Regions from separate parts of the Triticum aestivum genome. Here region 1 is linked to region 2. A link is a contact called in public Hi-C data. All regions are on one chromosome and are shown on one strand. The core of a region is the stretch at or near the end of the contact, and the rest is flanking DNA. Distances in the headings are between cores, read along the strand shown.

Region 1 (6,039 bases), core at 450-2,949, 140 kb before region 2:
TGCCGACACATCTTGGCGACGCCTCCAAGGAGGGGAACGACACCCACGAGCGTCATCGCCGTCAGCACCGACTAAGTACAAGCAGGAATTTCATTCGAGTCGCCACACAACTCCATCCTTTCTCATTGGATTAAGGTCACATCGTCCAAGTTGACCACTCCGCCACCACCGCAACACTCTGACAGCTTAGTCGAGATGCCAAGGTCCACCCAAGACATGCACAATCAGGAGCACACAGCCCAACCACAAGCACCACCACGGCTGAGAACTCACACGTAAGCATTTGATTCGCCTACGGAAGAATAACTTGAGATTTTTTTTGAAACTATGATGATTTTTATAGCAAATTTGGAAACTATACACCCTAATGCAGAAAAATCAAAAGTATCACCCCGTCGGCCTTCTGTTGGCCGAAGAGGGACTTTTCGGCCTATTGTTGGCCGAAGAGGGATTTTTCGCCCAACCGTTGGCCAAAAAGGATTTTTCGGCCAACAGTTGGCCAAAGAGTCCCTCTTCGGCCACCAGGAGGCTGAAAAATGGTCTTCGGCCAACACCTGCTCTATTATTTTAGAAAATTCATATCTATTAGGATTCTTAGAATTTTAATTTGATTCTTTTTGCATTAGATTAGAAACTTTATGAAGTTTCTGTAGATATCAAGTTTGACTAGATTTGAAAGTTTGAATTTGAATTTTCATGAATTTGCTCAAATCACTAGATCGCCTATAATTTGAGCTAGGAGTATTTTTTCAGATGATTCTTTTTGCTACTGGTTCTTTGTGACTTTTCTTTATTAGTAGTAATTAATTGGTGATTTTTATAATTATTTAAAATTAGGTTTTTATGGAAACAGTTCTGTTTTAGTGTTTTATAGGTTTTGTGCTATTTCTTTTAATTTTAATTGCTTTAAATTGTTTTCTTTAGTTTTTTTGACATATTCTTTTTGTTTCTGTTTAGTTATCCGTAGCTATTTTATTTGTACTTTTTTTATGTATTTTATTTCTTTTATCCTACTAGAAAACTTGTTTTGAGCTTCATAGGAGTTTATATTTAAAAGTGCCTTATAATACAACCATTGCCGTTTATACATGAAAAAAAAATACTTTCCCGCAATCTTTTTCCCTCCATTTCCTTTTCCGCCATTTTCTTTGTCGCCATTCTCTCCCGCCATTTTTTTCCTGCCACACTAAAGAGTGTTGCATCGACGGAGGATGAAGATGATGCCTTCATGTGGAGTATGAAACATTGTGTAAGAGAAGTCATAAGTGGGAAACACTGTGTGAGAGAGGTCCATTCAAAGCGTGTGGCCAAAACCGTAGCAACGAATCCAGGTAAACCAAGCAAGCAACGTACTATTAGTACTATGAAAGAACACTCGCGTAACTAGGTAAGTCGGCGATCGATCAGATAAGACAGACAGACACAATCGATCGGCAAAACTCAAGCCACACGTTACCAGCTCAGTAACAGCAGTTCCACACACCTAGTAGTAAACTACTGGCGCCGAGCCAAATCGGCAGCCACAAATCGGTCCGCGCGCGCGAGGTTAGGTCGACGCAGCCCCAGCCAAACCCGGTAGCATTCTCGAAGCGAAGTCCCGTAGCTTTCGACGACGGCGACGCGCCTCCACCTGACCTGGCCAAGCCCCTCTACTGGCCGACCTCGCACCAGCGCTCGCTCGCTCCCGGTCAACTCTACTCGCGCCATTGTGCTCTACGCAATAGCGCGCGCACCGGCTCCCGGCGGAATGAGCCCCGCGCGGACCCACGCGCGCACGCGCGGGATCCTCGCTTTCTGTAAAGGCACGGCCGTAGATCTCGTGCGATCTTTATCTGGACCTGCCGTGGTCCGTGGAGCTCGTTCAGTTCGTCATCGACGCGGGGGCTTTCGCGCCACCACTTGGTAAGTTTGTAAGGACGCTGTCAAAGTTCAGGGGCTAGATGAATGGTTGAAATGATCCTGCAACTGCAACCGGTCAAATACAGCCGTGGGGTATATATGCCGGCATCGAGAAACAAATTTATGTATGTATACCACCCTTGTGCTAGTTGAGTAATTATACTATATTCTCTTTGTAAAAAAATATAAGAGCGTTTAAAATATTAATTGTATTGAATAAAAGATTTGTTGATCTGTTTCTCTATGTTTGGGAGGATGAACATTGGGCGGCCTATTTGTTAGATAGCTGAAAAAGCCAGTTGGATCTTCATCCGACAATCACCCTCACCCACACACTGGTTTTCTTCTTCCTTCGTTCTTTTCATTTTTGCATCGTCAATCGATGAGGGCCTAACTGCTTGCTACCGCCGTGGCCGGCGGCGCTATTGTGCTCGCCTCATTGCTCCTGCTCTCCCCTGAATCGTTGTTCACTGTGTGTTGTCGCCGCCCAGGCTATCCCTCTAAGCCCTCCCCCAATCCTCCCTACCTCACGTTCTTCTCGAGCGCCGGCAACCTCCCCGCATTTGAACCAGTCAACTTCCGAGTCTCTTCTACCTCGGACACTGTTGTCGTGTTGTTCCCGTTGGAGCCCTTGTCGTCTACGCGTCTCGCTAGGCTCGCCGGGGCAACACCGACTTCGGGCTCGACGCTAACGCTCAAATCAAGTGGTACATAATGTATTTTCACGTACGTGACAAATAGTAAATGCGATGAAAGACGGAGTGTAATCTTTGAGAGCCCCATGACTGGATCATCTTTCCCCCCTAATGCTTTAGTGATCAGAGCTTTATCACTACTAGATGATACCTCGCGTGTTTCATCTGGTATTGGTTGCAATATACTCCACTTTGATAATATTTAATTATTTGAACATAAATATTTGGATGAATAATATGAGAATTGAAATTAAAAGTACATATGATTTATTGTATTTAATTATTGAGGCGGGTCAAATATGTTAGTGGGGCTAAATATTATTGCCGCTAAATCAGTTTATGGATGGAACATTGAAACTGACTAATCGCAAAGGTCAGCGGGAAAAGGCCACCTTACTAAGACACTGTTAGCCAGTCCCGTGGCGGCTTAATCTTGCTCCATATCTGAAGTGTCTTCTCATTTTGGTGTTCTTTGGTCCGTGTTCTTGTCATCACGAGCACCATTCTGTTTGCTTCAACTTTTTTCCAGCTGAATTGAGTAGACCATGCGAGATATTTTCAAAACTAAAGTACTAACCAAAGAACAGTCTCTTTGAGGTGCCGGCACATGACCACCACACCTCCTTTTGGAATAACTATGCACGAAACAGACTGCTGCTGCACTAAAACTTGTACTCCCTCCGTTTTTATTCAGTCCGTGTATTAGCTTCGATCAAAGTCAAGCTTTGTAAACTTTGACAAAGTTTATAAACAAAAATATTAACATTATACAATAACAAATCAATACCTTTAAATTCATCATTGAATGCACTTTCACGTTATATGGATTTGTTATGGTAAATATTTATATCAATCAAAACTAATATGCAGAATAAATAAAAACAGAGGGAGTACTAGTGATACCTCTACCCATGCACTGCAAGTGCTAGATGCACGACCCTACGACCCAAAATCTATCCAGACTACTTGTGATTGTATGATTTTTAGATGAAAAACCAAATCATAAGTTTTTTAGATAGGTGTAATATCAATGACATCACAGTTGTATTTCAAATCCATGCAGGAGAGGATTTATAGCACCAAGGTCGGGGGCACGCACATTTGCGGCTGCCCAATAGCCTCGTGATTAAAAAACCGGTTTGGTCTTTGCATGTGTTTTAACCCCTAATTATCTTAGATGGGGTCTATGGGTGCACCTCTTGCAGCTTTTGGTAGCTCCACCCATCCCACATCCCATGTCTTTTCTTTCGCCTTTCAAATTTGAATCTATTATATCTTTCATACCAAAAGTCCAACTTAATTATATTTTGTTTGCATATTCGTGTTTCTTGTGATGAGGGCATTCAAATAAGATCCATTTTGAACAAGTCTTGACGAGTTTTAAAACGTCGTTAAGTTTCATCCGCTAAAACTTGATGTGAGCGAATGACAAAATTGCAAGTTTCAGAAACTGAAACTTAAAACTTGGTGTGCCCTCATGCTATATCCATCGACTTTCTGGATCCCGAGGCAAATCGGGCTGCCGGAAAAGTTTCAAATACTAAAACTTGATAGAAACGATGATAAATTTGGGAATTTTCTAAAACTAAGCCCTAAAGCCCTAAGCCCAGAACCCTAAAGCCATAAAGCATTTGAAACTTGGTAAAACTTAATGGTACGATTATCAAGTTTATTTTTTTTGAACTTAGAATTTTTTTAATGTTGTCACAATGTATTCAAGACGGGTCTTGTTCGAAAGTTCTCGTCATGACGAACACAAATATGCAAACAAAACTTAATTTGGACTTTCACTTCAAAAATATAGTAGATTGAAATTAAAAGATGAAATGAAAAAGGCATGAGAGATGGGATGAATGGCGCATGCATCGCTGGCAAAAGATGTCAAAAGCATGCATGGATGGAACTGAGCCTACAGTAATCAAATTCCTAAGATTAAACAAGTTTACGAGTATTAAAGCAATCGGAAAGCCAAACACGCATAGGCAGTTGTGTGCTCCCGCACCTGTGTGCCCCTGAGAGTTTCTAAAATCCACGCTACAACTTCGGTAAGCTGAAGGAAAACAACTGGATGCCGCATAACCCTAATTATCGCCGACTAATTTTGTCGGTCTTTCCCTTGCCTCTAGCGGTTAGTTTCTATGCCGAGAGGCGGGAGAGACGCATGGTTGCGCTTGCAGGGAATCTTAGTCTAGTTTGTTAGGTTTTGGCATCCTCGTGTCGTTTTGAGCAGTAGAGACGACTATACGATAGAATAAGTATAGTCTTGTCCTCATCGCGGTGGCGATGCTTTCACCGTTGTCGTGGGACGCATGAGGGTTAGTTCGCCCGTATCTAATCCGTCGGGGTGTGGTGGAGAGTCGTCAAGCACAGCGCTTTTGCTTTGGCTTGCGAGAACATCATGCTCTCGTACCTAAGATTCTACAACGGCGCTTTGGGCGTCCACATGGGGTTGGATCTCGCCGTCTGGTCTTCGCCTTCTTCTTTAGGCCAAATTTTTGTGCTTCGGATCATCGTTGGGCATCTCCTGGCAACATCCAGTGACTTCACAATCATAGTTACAATGACTCTCTAATTACGGTGCAGAGCAAGCGCGCCATCGAGCTACTCTCAAAACATGACATCAACATGGAGGCGGTGATGTACACCTTTGGTATGTTTGCCATCTTATTTTTGTCAGCAGTGTTCTTGAGCCTCTGACTTAGTTAATATATGACCTCTACCATTTGCGGAAAAAATAACATCATAGCTTTGTGTGCATGGCTACTGCCGCATAATCAAATAGGCCGATTTATCATAATTGAACTGCAAAATTGAAACTTATTTTCTAAATCCTGTATTAATAAGTAGATATAAATTGGAAATAAATTATAGGCAAATACTAATTAGTCAAACTAGGTAATAATTCTAAAGAGCAAATTCCAAAATATTCAAGAGCAAATTCCACTTTTACACTATAAGATTGAGTTTGTGACACATTTGAACTATTCAAGAAAAATTCTTTCAGAATATCCTATTTACAGAAGTTTGTTCCATTTTTTTACCCCTTTATTAAGGTTTACCCATGTTCTATTGGGTGGGGCAAACAGTCAATCTTACGCGGATTGCTGAGTTGGATGCCACATCATCGACATTCCCCCAAGCCGCGTATAATGCAACAAGCCGCATCTTTCGAACATAAGTGCGGAATTCACTTGATCTTAAATAATGTAAGGGCGTTTTTCTTCTGACGCGCCAATCAAGCCTGGTCTTAGGGGGAAATATCCTATGCTCTCAGAGCACCTAAGTTCAGGTGCTACAGAAGAAGCTCGGCCGTTGGATCCACATCCCATGGTGGTAGGGAGAGCTCACATGAATTTGCAGACAACCCCCAAGGAGTCCCGTAATTACACATAGTTCCAGTAACTCCTCATCTGATCGTTCGATCTACATTCAAAGGCCGAGCTTG
Region 2 (5,947 bases), core at 1,117-3,616:
GACATCAACCAAATCATTGGCTGGCAGGGAAAAATACGGGACCTGCTTTAGAGTAGGCGATCAAGAGACAGTTTCGGGAGACCCAGTTCTGTAGAATAACAGACAAGCAGGTGGCTTACCTCTTCTATATGCCCATCCAAATGCTTTAAGTGAACCTACAATATGCTCACAGTTATACAACACTACCATGTATCGAAATTGGGAAAGGAAAACAATCATAACTGTTCCATTAGATCCATATGTTTGAAATAGATACTAAAAATGATTGTTGAACTGTTGATTGTAGAAGTAAATGATACTCACATAAATGAAACTGTTTCAAAATGGGATAAAGAGTAACAACTGTTTCAAATTAAGTTTCACCTTGTAGTCTTGCATAAATTCGTAATGTAGAACAGTTTCTGGTTCACTGCTTGCAGCATTCAAAAATTTATCAAGTCCTTCACGAGTACCATTGTCCACTGGGAATGTTCACTAGCATAAGCCAAAGCTCCAATATATATTACATGCAAGACAGTAATCAGAAGTCGGGAGATCATCAGTAGTTACCACAGTTTGTGCCAAGCACATAAAGCTTTTCCAAGCCAAGGTACTTCTCTACAGATCTCAAAGCTGCGGCCAATAATTTCACGTTCGATAACTGTGAGATATGATAAACCGCCAACGGTAGAAATAGAAGAATGATAATACCTTGCACTTGACAGCCGACACCACAAAAGAGAAGACGCTTTACACCAGCTGCCTGTGAAAGGAAATCATGAAACTCCTAGTTTTCAGAGAGTTGTTCAGAAACAGGGTGTATGAGGCAACAATCATGACGTCATAGTGTAAAGTCTTTGGCGATAGCACCTAAAGTGCTTCCAGAACTGGAAAGGGAATTGGTTGACATAAATTTTCAGTCCCTACAATTGGGGTATAGATGCAAATCTCTGAACAAACAAGTCCAAGTTCATGTTCAAAGAGCTTATGTTCTTTACTTCAGATATCTGTCATCATCAGTGATTTGTTTTCAGAGGTTGAGAAGGGAGATAAGATCACAAGATACAGCAGCTAGCAACAATGGCAAAGTATATAGCATGAAGAAGAAGAAGACAGATTTACCTCCACTAAGGCTAGTGTATCGAGATTAGGTGATAATGTCGGCTTGACACCTCTGGCTGCAATCACTTCTTCTGGTGTCCTAGCAGAGCATGGTTAAAAATACTGAATCTTACTTCCATAACATCAAGAATGGGAATGATGGAACTGACAATAGATCAATTCCAAGTGCATAAAAAACAACTGATGAAACTAACAATTGATCAATTCCACAATACCTGGCTAAAACAGGCCTTGGGGCAAACCTATCGTCTGGGTCACTGCAGATTGTGGCAATAAATATAGAGCATTAGTCAAGTCCATGAGTTTTTCTCGAGTTATTGCAAGGAAAGATGATGATTTGGTATCCGATTCTTGTCTGGGTGCCTTTGTACACAAACCACGGCATCAACCATATTTGATTTCAGCATCTCAACTGCGATTGTTGTGACTATTCCTGTCCACTGAGCTCCTACATGTGTATATATATGGGGGTAAATCAAGCTGGCAAGATGTAGCTGCATATGCACATGGTGGGATGAAATGAAATGAGAGTTAGGTAACTGAAACCTTGAACAGGTTCCGTTTTCCTGGCATACAGGAGCTGCTCATGCACCCCGTAGTACATTTCATCCATGGTATCCTTCCTGCCCCTCCCATGGACCACTGGTTCCAGATCCTATGGGAAACACGAACCACGCGTTAATGGCCGTAGGAGAGCAATGCAATGCAAAGAAGAAAAACATGGAGGCACCTCGACACGGGACATGCCGTCCCCGAGGAAGGCGCAGGCGTTGTTGACGTGGGCGATGTAGTACGTGTCGCAGAGGCCGCAGCGGCTGCACTTGTCCTTGGCCGGGTAGACGCCTCCGGGAGGGATGGGCTTGGACTTCTCTCGCCAGTCCTCCCTCAGCGCCTTCCCCTTTCCCTTCCCCCCTGAAAAACTCAGTTCGATTCGATTCAGGTTGTATGTACTGCCAGGAATGGACTGGATTTAGGTAGGTAACCAACCTGGCGCTGGCGGGGAGGAGGAGGAGGAGGAGCACCGTGGGGTGAAGGAGAGGCAGGGTTTAGGGGAGAAGTAGAAGAAGCAGCGCGCAGCCATGGCGATCATGCCGTTGCTCCGGCGGGGCGGGCAGGCGCGGCTTGTGAGAGAGGCAGGAGCCGCTCGTGGACGACGATAAGATCGTGTGGCTGGCTGGACTCGTCGCGGGTGGGCTTACACGTTTCCGTCCACACAAACACAATGCAGATGTGCGAAGAAAATTCAGCTTTAGCCCATTACTTTTTTTAGACAATCACACAAAGCTTTATTAAATCATCACCACATTCACAGGAACGGAGGGAAGGTTCCCGGGCTGGCCTAACCATACATGTTGGCCTGGCCCCAAATATAACGCATGCTTCGCTAGATTGTGAGCCTCGAAATTCGAGCTCCGACGTTCATGAACTATATTACATGAAATAAAAGCACTAACACCTAACTTGATTTCGCGGATAATTGCACCATAACTTGAGCTGCTTCCTTCTTTGATTTCATGCACCACATTCTTGCAGTCTGAAGCTAGCTAAACTCTCGGGTTATTTAGATCCATGGAGAGGGCCAGGCCTTCCGGACCGCCATGGACTCCAACGTAGCTGGATCGGTCACTATGGGAAAAGCAACAATAGAAACCCCTTCAAAGCTTCCATCCTTGCTCCTCCTGATAGCCGCTACCGCCCCGTGTCTGCCACTCCGACTGACAGCAGCATCGACGTTTACCTTTAGCCCATTACTGTAGCTTCAAGTTATAATTGGACCGCAGAAGACCACTCCTCCTGAAGCGTGACAAATGGATTGAGAAAGGAACCTCAGCAGTCGTGCCTCGAGGAATTTCTGGCCCCCTCGCCGCCTCCGGATGCCATCTTCGTGTTAGGAGGTGGGAGATCTCATGTCTTCAAGAGTTTCAGAGTTTTGAGCAACATTTGGTCATCTTCGTCTTTTTATGAACAAGTTACATCATTTTTTTGTGGTGGTGTCATGAAGACACAAAGTTTCGCAGAGCTGATTATTCAGATATGATGACTTTATATTATTATGTCATGTTGCTTTTGTTGATTTGATTTTTTGTGGAGATGGAATCTTTCCTCGACATTATGGTGAAGCTTTTGTGGTTCAACCGCATGCACTTCTAGCGGATAATCCCGTCCCAAGCACGTTCATTGCTCATGGCTATCTTTTTAGATGGGTGAACCAAGGGGCTTTCAGAAACCTTTATTCGTAATCCAGTCCATGCAAGTGAACAAGTAGAAGTAGCGCTGCTCCAGTCCAATTGCAGTCTCTTTACTAAAGTCTTGACTGTATTTTAACTTGCAAAGATCAATACCACTGAGAAGATGTCACCCAAGAGATTTTATTATAATTCTTAGTTGTGACAGTTACTTTGCAATTTCTTAGGTTTTGCATCGAAAGCGATGTATCTGTAATGGTTTTGAGTTTGAATAGAGTTACAAATGTTTTAAAAACATCTCTACGGTATTTCTAAAAAAAGGCAGGAAAGCCCTACAACTCGCCTTTTATTTTATTTTATTTTCTTATTAAAAACATCAAACTACCTTGTTTTTTTTCCTTTTGAGAACACTAAACTACATTTTTTAGAACATGAAATATGTCTTGGTTTTGCTAAGAAAACTCCTAAAGCACTGCATCATTATTGTGGTGGTCGCCGGAGATCTAGGGGATAATTGACGAAATATGTTTCGGTGGTTACATCCCACTTTTTTGGTGGCGGATAGAGTGGTCATTGTGAGGTGATCAGTCCTGAACGTTTTTTTGCCCCATCGGGGGATCCTTTGGTCTGCCTTATATACGGCGGGCCCGATACATTCGCTCACTACCCTTTTCAGGCGCTTTGGGGAGAGCCGCAACTGAGAAATAGGCTCCTAGGGTAACTCGGGACTATGATCATGTTTGTCTCTCTCTTTCTCTCTGTCCTTCTTCTCCTCGGACCGGGTCCTCCTCCATTCCTTGTTCCCTCGTCATTGAATTTCATGCACGCCACTAGTAAGGGGTTCCTATACTAGTGGATGTTCCACCTTCACTATTGCCAATGATATATTTACAGAGTTTGAACTCTATCCAACATCCTTTTTCTAGCCATGGCAGTCCGAAAATCGTGGAGCCCAATGACCCGTCTCATCGCAATCCATCAAGGATGCTTTGCTTTGTCCTTTTTGTGCCCCTTTCGACCCCTTCTTCTTCTTAAAGTTGTTAGTGTTGGGAGGCTTTGTTCTTTCCCTTGAACTTGTGGGTATTTTTTTGTTCCATGTTAACAGCAAAATGTCCCTATGCTCCTTTACTCGTGTGTCCTTTGCCATTACCTTCTCCTCAACATTCAATGGTCCAATTAGACTCTCAATAGACATCTCTTGTCTTTGGTGTTTTAGAGTAGTGGAAAACTTCCACCATGAAGGAGAAAACTTACCAACAATGCTCCCGGCCACAAACTTATTGAGTAACACAGACTTAAGGAGCTCAAGTTCCTTTGTGATTCACTGTAACTCATGAGCTTGTTTACGACAGAGCGTTTAGCAACCATTCTATAGTTATTGAACTGCTCTATACATTTCACCAACGACATCGGTGGTGCCAAATTTGGATTCTAGTACATCCCATGGTACTTTACCAACCTATCACTCGACACACTATGATGACACCCACAAAGATTACAGTGGCCTGCATGAATGCTTGGTCTTGTTTAGGAGTAAGCGAGCCCCTAGGAGTCTGATACTCTCCGTCGTATCTATAATTTTTGATTGTTCCATGCCAATATTCTCCAACTTTTATATACTTTTGGCAACTTTTTATACTATTTTTTGGGACTAACATATTGATCCAGTGCCAAGTGCCAGTTCCTGTCTGTTGCATGTTTTTTGTTTCGCAGAAACCCAATATCAAACGGAGTCTAAACGGGATAAAAAAGGACGGAGATTTTTTTTGGAATATTTATGATTTTTGGGAAGTGAAACCAACGTGAAACGGTGTCCGGGGTGGTCACGAGGTAGGGGCGCGCCGTACCCCCCCAGGCGCGCCCCTGACCCTCGTGGTCCACCCGTAAGGCGGTTGATGCTCTTCATTTGGCGCAAGAAAGCTAATTTTATGAGAAAGATCTGTGCGAAAGATTCACCCCAATCGGAGTTACAGGTCTCCGGATATAAAAGAAACGGTGAAGGGGCAGAATCATAGAACACAGAAACAGAGAGATAGATCCAATCTCGGAGGGGCTCTCGCCCCTCCCAAGCCATGGGAGCCAAGGACCAGAGGGGAAACCCTTCTCCCATCTAGGGAGGAGGTCAAGGAAGAAGAAGAAGAAGAAGGGGGCCTCTCTCCCCATTGCTTCCGGTGGCACAGGAGCGCTGCCGGGGGCTATCATCATCACCGCGATCTACACCGACACCTTCGCCGTCTTCACCAACATCTCCATCACCTTCCCCCATCTATATTCAGCGGTCCACTCTCCCGCATCCCGCTGTACCCTCTACTTGAACATGGTGCTTTATGCTTCATATTATTTTCCAATGATGTGTTGCCATCCTATGATGTCTGAGTAGATTTCTACTGTCCTATCAGTGATTGATGAATTGCTATGATTGGTTTGAGTTGCATATTTTATTGGTGCTGTCCTATTGTGCCCTCCGTGTCGCGCAAGCGTGAGGGATTCCCGATGTAGGGTTTGCAATATGTTTATTATTTGCTTATGGTGGGTGGCGTGAGTGACAGAAGCACATACCCGAGTAAGTAGGTTGTTTGCGTATGGGATAAAAGGGGACTTGATGCTTTAATGCTATGGTTGGGTTTTACCTTAATGAATCTTTAGTAGTTGCGGATGCT

Evidence for each region. Hi-C and Micro-C count contacts between places; a contact is called where the count stands out from the background.
Region 1: a contact with region 2 is called in a Hi-C map of leaf, with 4 times the contacts expected there. The contact joins the enhancer-like site here to the promoter of LOC123130847 in region 2. A contact is called at or near these places in 2 of 5 Hi-C or Micro-C datasets (both in leaf).

What each region holds. Positions count from the first base shown.
Region 1 is chr1B:451,839,936-451,845,974 of IWGSC CS RefSeq v2.1, reverse strand. No RefSeq gene overlaps it. Among protein-coding and RNA genes, the nearest start is that of LOC123092553, 4.3 kb to the right of the region's middle. Within about 2 kb of position 1,699, at least 1 of the 8 cell types and tissues checked has an H3K27ac peak or open chromatin away from gene starts, as enhancers often do. A contact at or near this core is called in leaf, where this site is marked.
Region 2 is chr1B:451,699,880-451,705,826 of IWGSC CS RefSeq v2.1, reverse strand. LOC123130847 (7-hydroxymethyl chlorophyll a reductase, chloroplastic) reads right to left here and starts at 2,366. Exons shown (of 18, transcript XM_044550653.1): 1 at 2,089-2,366; 2 at 1,832-2,013; 3 at 1,648-1,756; 4 at 1,465-1,549; 5 at 1,317-1,358; 6 at 1,102-1,180; 7 at 691-742; 8 at 550-612; 9 at 364-461; 10 at 120-155; 11 at 1-42. The coding sequence starts at 2,191.